Linked DNA regions of Sus scrofa: region 1 is linked to region 2. A link is a contact called in public HiChIP or PLAC-seq data. All regions are on one chromosome and are shown on one strand. Each heading gives the region's core, a stretch centred on a gene start, on an enhancer-like site or on the middle of the called end of the contact. The rest is flanking DNA. Distances are from core to core; before and after follow the strand shown. Region 1 overlaps BBS9 (protein PTHB1). Region 2 holds the start of BMPER (BMP-binding endothelial regulator protein).

What was found. HiChIP or PLAC-seq counts read pairs in DNA pulled down with a chosen protein or histone mark.
Region 1: an H3K27ac HiChIP or PLAC-seq map of skeletal muscle shows a contact between it and region 2. The contact joins the enhancer-like site here to the promoter of BMPER in region 2. A contact is called at or near these places in 1 of 5 promoter capture datasets (liver), 15 of 47 Hi-C or Micro-C datasets (adipose tissue, embryonic fibroblasts, fetal heart ventricle and 9 more) and 1 of 2 datasets of contacts at active chromatin or transcription factors (skeletal muscle).

The regions. Positions count from the first base shown.
Region 1 is chr18:39,833,926-39,837,213 of Sscrofa11.1, reverse strand. The region is part of intron 26 of BBS9 (protein PTHB1); the gene reads left to right. Among named protein-coding and RNA genes, the nearest start is that of BMPER, 170 kb to the right of the region's middle. Within about 2 kb of position 1,848, at least 11 of the 83 cell types and tissues checked have an H3K27ac peak or open chromatin away from gene starts, as enhancers often do. A contact at or near this core is called in adipose tissue, liver, skeletal muscle and 1 more, where this site is marked.
Region 2 is chr18:39,662,577-39,665,915 of Sscrofa11.1, reverse strand. BMPER (BMP-binding endothelial regulator protein) reads left to right here and starts at 1,906. Exons shown (of 15, transcript XM_013990842.2): 1 at 1,906-2,591. The coding sequence starts at 2,459. It overlaps BBS9 (protein PTHB1), which reads left to right. Exons shown (of 30, transcript XM_021079336.1): 30 at 586-2,196. It overlaps LOC106508213, which reads right to left and starts at 2,451. Exons shown (of 2, transcript XM_013990847.2): 1 at 2,324-2,451; 2 at 339-2,195. The coding sequence starts at 2,121. The coding sequence ends at 1,483.

The DNA of each region.
Region 1 (3,288 bases), core at 599-3,098, 170 kb before region 2:
CCCCCTAAAGGACACCAGGGGCTCATAGATCAAGGGAACCCTGCTCCATTTAGACCCTTCTGCTCTACTGTTGCTTCATCTCCTGAATCTTATTTTGTTTTCTCGCAGAAGGGAGGCGAAGAGGTCTGGAGGCAAAGATCATGACCTTTGATTGATTTGGTAGCTATTTTGCCAAATGCCCATAAGCAGATTATATCTGGTCTGTCTTTACCTCAGTTTCTCGATCTGTAGAATGGATACACAAGTACCCACAAGCAGCCCTTGAGAAATGACTTAGAGAGAACTCAGAGAGGAAAACTGTAGTAATTTCAATGCTGGGGTCAACATCCAACTCCGGCATATTTTCTCATCAGAACCCATATTCGGCGCTATTTCCAGGCAATTCTACGCAGCATTCAGCATTTAGTACTGGAAAAAGCTTCTTCATTTAACAATAATTGATAGAACAGAGAGAAATTAGACTAAGTCTTAAAGAAACTAGACACTGGGTAAAGAAGAATCGGAAAGATACCCTCTTGCTGTAATTTTCCAGGATGCCTGGACAGTCCCCAGAGGTTGTCAGTATGGAAAGGGCTCGGGAACAATTTACAAGCTGGTAAATCATTGTTGGAGGGGTGATAGAGTCTCTGGAATTTATCTGCATGGCTGACGTCACCTTCTCAGCACAGGGAGCCACACTGTCTCGATGTCTGTGGCCCCTTTCTGGAATTGCTTCCCAGTAGTTAATCCCAAGTGACCCTTCAGGCCACTTACCTGTCAGAAATTGTTGGTTTGCAGTGAGAAGTGGTCCTTTCTGGGTCCCTGAAGTTGGCAAAGAAGCTTTTCCTTCCATCCGAAATGGAAGGGAAATTAATGGCTTCTCTGGACTGAGGCCTTTCCCCTGCAGACCCATGTCTGGGCTCTCCGAGCCTCATATTTTAAATCTTTGCCTCTTTGCCTCCGCAAGTTGTAACACTGTCACCCTCACCAGGTGAGGCCACCCATAGGTGCTCAGCATGATTTTCTACCCCAGGGTGGAGGATTAGAATGTGGCTTCCAGTAGACTGGGCAATACCCAGCTATCATGCTGAGTCCCTGGCTTTGTCATGGGTGACAATGTCACATCTTTCCTAAGCTTTAGTTATTGCAAAATGGTGTTCATTTTAATTTAGACATTGGGAGGATATGGCAATGGGTCCAGAGAACCAAGGGGGCAAGGAAGAAAGGGGGGAAAATTAACATTTATTGAGTCCCACTCTGTTCCAGGCACTGCGCTTAAATATTTTAATGTGCATAACCACATTTAGCTCTTAAAGAACTCCCCAGGCTAGGATATTACAAATCTCACATTACAGATCTGGAAACTAAGGTTTGGAGAGCTAAAAATGAAATGAAGAGTTATATGACTTTTCTTGATTCTCTGGGAGGTTGGCTTCACAGTGTAGGTGATGTCATCCTATGCGGCAAGATTAGAACAATGATCCCAATGTCACAGTAAACGGGACCCCCTGAAACCCCATTTGATAGACCCCATCCCCTCAGAGGCCAACGTGAAGCAGCCCAACAGAAAAACCCAACATGCTTCTAGGCCAACAACTCTCTCCTTCTCCAAGAGGACAACTGGGACAGTCAAACCTTGTCATTCCTCACTTCTAGGACAGGGTGACCCTTCAGATGAGCTGCTCCCAAGAAAGCTCTACAGATCCCCAGTGCCGGGTGCCAGCAATGTTCCAAATCTTTACGCTGCCCAGACCGGCCTTGGGAAATAGGCTTCGCTGTCCAGCTGGCGAGACCCTGCGTGAGTCATCTGGCCGCCCTCCGGCCCGCTGCCTTTGCCGCGAGCACAGTGCCCTAAAGGCATGGCAGGGGCTGGCTCCTGACCTTGGACTGCCGGTGCCCAGTCCTGAGAGGGAGCGTCCTGGAGGCAGTGAACTCAGCGGGCCCACCGTGCCCGCCTTCCCTGCCTGCAGCGCCATCCCCCGTGACGGAGGCTGTGCAAGACGATTCCTGGCTCCAGAGGCTCTGCGGCTGAGCTGAGACAGGAGGGGTCTGCAGGCCCCCTTCAGTCCGAGACTGCAAAGCTGCTTATCCCCCATAGACAGAGGGCCCCTGGGTGTGCCGTGGGGAGCGGCGGCCGCCGGCTGTCCCCTGGAAAGGTCTGCGCCCTCTGACCCGGTGCTGACCTTCACTCTGGCGGCCGCCCCGCCCCTGCCCTGCGCTCCTGGTCAGAGAGGGGGACGGTGACGCTATGGCACTTTGCCGAGGGCCCAAGCGTGTTTTGACAAATTCCAAGGAACATCAAAGGGCAGAACAACAGCCAATGCATCACAGTCTGTCCCAAGACCCCACCCCTGATTATCACATTAAATCAGCGACGGGCACCTTTCAGCCCGAGCTCAGAGGACATCTCCTGGAACTCAGACTTGCTGCTCCCAGCCGTAAACAAATATGGCAATGGTTATATTTAAAATCTGTGCTCTCTCTTCCACATTCAGCAGCTGAGCGTTGCGTCACACACACACACACGAACACACACACACACAGAAAAAGAAGAGTTTTGCTGAAGAACAGATAATTGGGATTAAATAGCCCAGGAGAATAGAAGGCAGAGTTGGGTTCTAACGCTAGCTCTGCCACTTACCAGCTTGAGATCTTTAGAAAATTAGTTAACACTGCTGGGCCTCAGTTTCCCTGGAGTGGAATAAGGACAATAATACCTCTATTTCCAAAGGCGTATGAGTTTAGTTAGTAGAGCAGTTCAACAGCTGTTCTTGCCTGAGAATCAGGGACAGTGCTTGCTGTCACGATGTTTTGCATTTATTTCTTGTGCGATTATTGTGTATAACTTTTTGGATGTAAGAGAGAGAACATGTTCTTCTCCACTAGAGACTGGCTGAGAAGCACTTGTGAGTGAAGGGGACGTAGTTCCACTCAGAGCTTGAGTTTCAGGTTATGAAGGAAATACTTGCTGGGTTGGTATTTCCCTGGGTAAATTCTCACCAGGGGTGGGAGCGGAAGTTAACTTCAGAAAGAGCTTCTGCTGATCTTTAGAACCGTTTCCGCCAAACTCTGGAGCATCCAAAGAAAGCAGAGTTATCTGCCAGAACGTCCCAGAAAGAACAACAAGCATGCAAATTCTATGCCACATGATCAGGCATAAGAAATGTCACATTTCTTTTATTACTTTAAATTAAATTTGATATGCTATTGTAGCCATCCTGCCAGCGTGGTGGGAGAGTCAGTCCCAGGCCTTCCTGGAATATGCCCTGTTCCTCCCAGTTCCTGGGAACGTCCACCCAGAGTATTCAG
Region 2 (3,339 bases), core at 657-3,156:
AATGCTTTTGTCAAGTGAACCCTTGAGGATGTATGGCTGGTGTCAGGGAAGGAACATCTGAGCAACTACCAAGCACTCTCTAAATATCCTGCAATTCCATAATGTGAGTTTAACCAGATCTACTGCTGAAGTCTAGCCAATGAAAGGTCTCCCAGCACACCCCCCCATTCCATTTTCCTTAATTAAGTCACAAGTAACATCTTTATCTCAAAGCCCCATGCAGAGAGTATCTTTTTTAGATAAAGGAGGTAGTGGTTTCCACTGACAGTACTTATCCGTAGTAGTAAAAGTTTTTTCACGGGTCACTTTGGTTTGCGAGGTAAGGCAGGATTTACAGATTTTTTTTTTTTTTTTTTTTTTTTTTTTTGCATGGTCTCTTTATCATTAGTAAATACATTTAACACTCTTAGTTTCAAGAAGCTGCCTGGCCATGGTGGTTATTTAGAGGAGGGGAAAAAGCAACCACACATCATCTTTCTTCTCTTTTAACTTGAGTTTTACACTAAAAATCTGTTTTGAGAAGGAAATGGAGCGTGCTAAACTAATGACAGCTTTCCCTTCTCTTACTTTTTTTTTCTCTTTCAGAGCAATGCGCTCCTATCCGCTCCTCGGCGTGGTGGGATATGGGCACTGCTGCCTTAAATGAAGGCTCCAATTACTTAAAAACAAAAAACAAATAAACAGCCCCCCCCCCCGTGGGGGGAGGAAACCGAGGAGGGTTTAAGAGGAAACTGTAAACCTGTAGGCAAACATTTGCAGAAGTATAGTTTCTTCGACTAGACAACCCCCTTTGCTGGGAAATTGTTAGGTGCGTCCGTCTGAGAAACGTGCCTGGCTAGTTGGTGACTGCCCTTCAGATCCACCCAGGGGGACGCGACAGAAGGAGGGGCGGGTGAGGCCCCCAGTTTCCATTCTTGGGGAGAGGAAGCTGGCGTTCCACAATGCGCTCTGAAGACAGCTGGTTATCAGGTCCCAATACTTGCCAAGCGTCCTCTAATTTCACATTCCAAATTTCTTCTCCTTTGCAACCCCCTGCCCACTCCCCCCACCCCCCTGAGCAGAGGGTGCCATGGCTTGAGCGGGAGGCCTCGATCCGGCCAGGGACCCGGGGCCTGAGGATCGGGCTCCTGGACACCCAGGGCTGCGGAGGCGAGAACTCCGAGCGGCCGAGACCGCTGTGCCGGTTTTTGCCAGAGATTAGCCGCCGCGTGGGTCCCTCCCTCTTTCTCCGGTGAATGAACGATTAGTCAAACCGCACCTCCCCGCCCCAGTCCGCCCCGGGGTTAAGGGAGGAGTCCCGGAGGGACTGTTCTTTTTCTTTTTCTCTTTTAAGGGCGAAAAGCGTTCGCTTCTGTGCGTTTATTAATCGGCCTTGCGTGTCCTTTCAGCTTCTGTCGTCCTTAGTGCCACGACGCGCAGACACGTAAGCCCAGAGCACAGATCTCGAAGGCCCCTGGCTCCTCTGTCCGCTCCGCGCGTGAGTCAGCTGCCGTGCCCCCGCCAGAGGGAAGCAAAGCAGGGAGTGAAAAGTTGCAGCCCAACCCCCCCCCCCGCCCCCGTCGCCCCGTTCGTCGCTCCTTCCCAAAGCTGGGGCACCTGGAAATGAGCAGTGGTGGTGAGGCCCCCAGAGCCCCGCATTCTGCTTCCTCCCTGGGTTGGAACCGTTGTGAGCAGGAATGGGGCGGCATCCTGGGTTAGTGAAGGGTTCCCCGGGGAAAGGGAGGAGATGCCGCGCGCTCTGGGCGATGGAGACGCGCCTGCCACGCTCCGATCCGCACCCCGGGGCAAGCAGCCTCCCTCCCAGGGCTGGGGAGAGGGCTGGACGCCCGGCGGATCATGAGTGCCCCGCTCACGGCTTCTGCAATCCCACTTGCGCCGGGGCGCCCCCAGCGGGCTCCCGGAGGCGCCCGGTGCGCCCCGGTCTCCCGCGCCTGAGCGAGCGAGCGTGCGCGCTGGCCCGGCGTAGAGCCCGCGGGGCCGGCAGGAGGTAGGAGTGCAGGAGTGGAGGACGCGGCAGCAGCGGCAGCTCCGGGCGCAGTCATTGCTGCCCGGGCGGCGGCAGCGGCGGAGCAAGCGGTGCGCACCGGGCAGCGCAGCGACTCCTCTGTGCCTATCTCCCATCGCTCCGACACCCCCTGCACCCGGCCCTCTCTCTGGCGCGGAGGGAGCGACAACTAAACCGCTGCAAGCAACTCCTAAAAAAAAAAAAAAAAAAAAAAACGCCGCATTGGAGGAGCCTGGCCTCAGGACCCCTCCTCCCTGGGTGCCCCCCACCCCTCGCCTCCCTCTCCCGCCTCCCCCCTCGCCCCCCGCCCAGGCTCACGGGCGCCCGCCTCCCTCCTTCGCGGACTGTCTCCCGACTCGCCGGCTGAGAGCCCTTTTTGACTGCGAGCGGTGGTAGCGGAGCAGAGGCGGCGGCGCGGGACCTGCAGTCGTCCGGGATTCCCTCCAGGTGACGATGCTCTGGTTCTCCGGCGTCAGGGCTCTGGCTGAGCGTCCCTGCCGGCGCTCGCCTGGGATTACCTGCTGCGTCTTGCTGCTGCTCAATTGCTCGGGGGTCCCCATGTCTCTGGCTTCCTCCTTCTTGACAGGTAGGGGAGGGGGCGGGAGGGACCGGCCCCCCGGACGCCGGCTTGGTACCTGGGAGAGGAGGCGCTGGCTTGCCCCGGGAACGGGAGGGTGGGGAGCGAGCACCTTGGAGCCTGCCCCTCGCTGGCGGTTGGGGATGAAGCGAAGCCCGCGGGGTGAAGGGGTGGGAAGGTAGTGAGTCGGGTAAGGGGTGGAGGGCCGGGCGGCTGTTAACATCGATACTATGATGATAACGGAAATCCTTCTATTAGAATTTGAGAAGCTCCATTATTTATTTTTAGGGTTTTTTTTTTAACCTTTATTTAGACTCTTCTCGCGTATATGATTAAGGAAACAAATTGTACCATTTCCACCCATCGGCCTTTCTCACGCTATGGGGTTCCAATAGAGCTTCTGTAGTAGGAGTGCTTTTTAAAGCACCCGCTCTCCAGACCTTGACTTTGAAGAAACTATCATATTTTAACAGGGTAATACTAGCAAGATATAATAATTATATGCTTTCAGGCAGGTGAAGACCTCAGCTGCTATTCTGAAGGACATACTTTACTGACACCTGGTGCAGAAAAGAAAATATTGAGTCAATTTCTAACAGAAGAGCAAAGAAGATTATGTTTCAAAAACTGATTTCCATTCAGGGCAATATGGGGCAGATTCATATAAAGGCCTGTTCATTGACATAGTTCTGAATTTTTCTCAAATTTAAAATCTGCCCTAATGGCCAGTTTGAGTTTTTTGCATATGGGAGTGTGT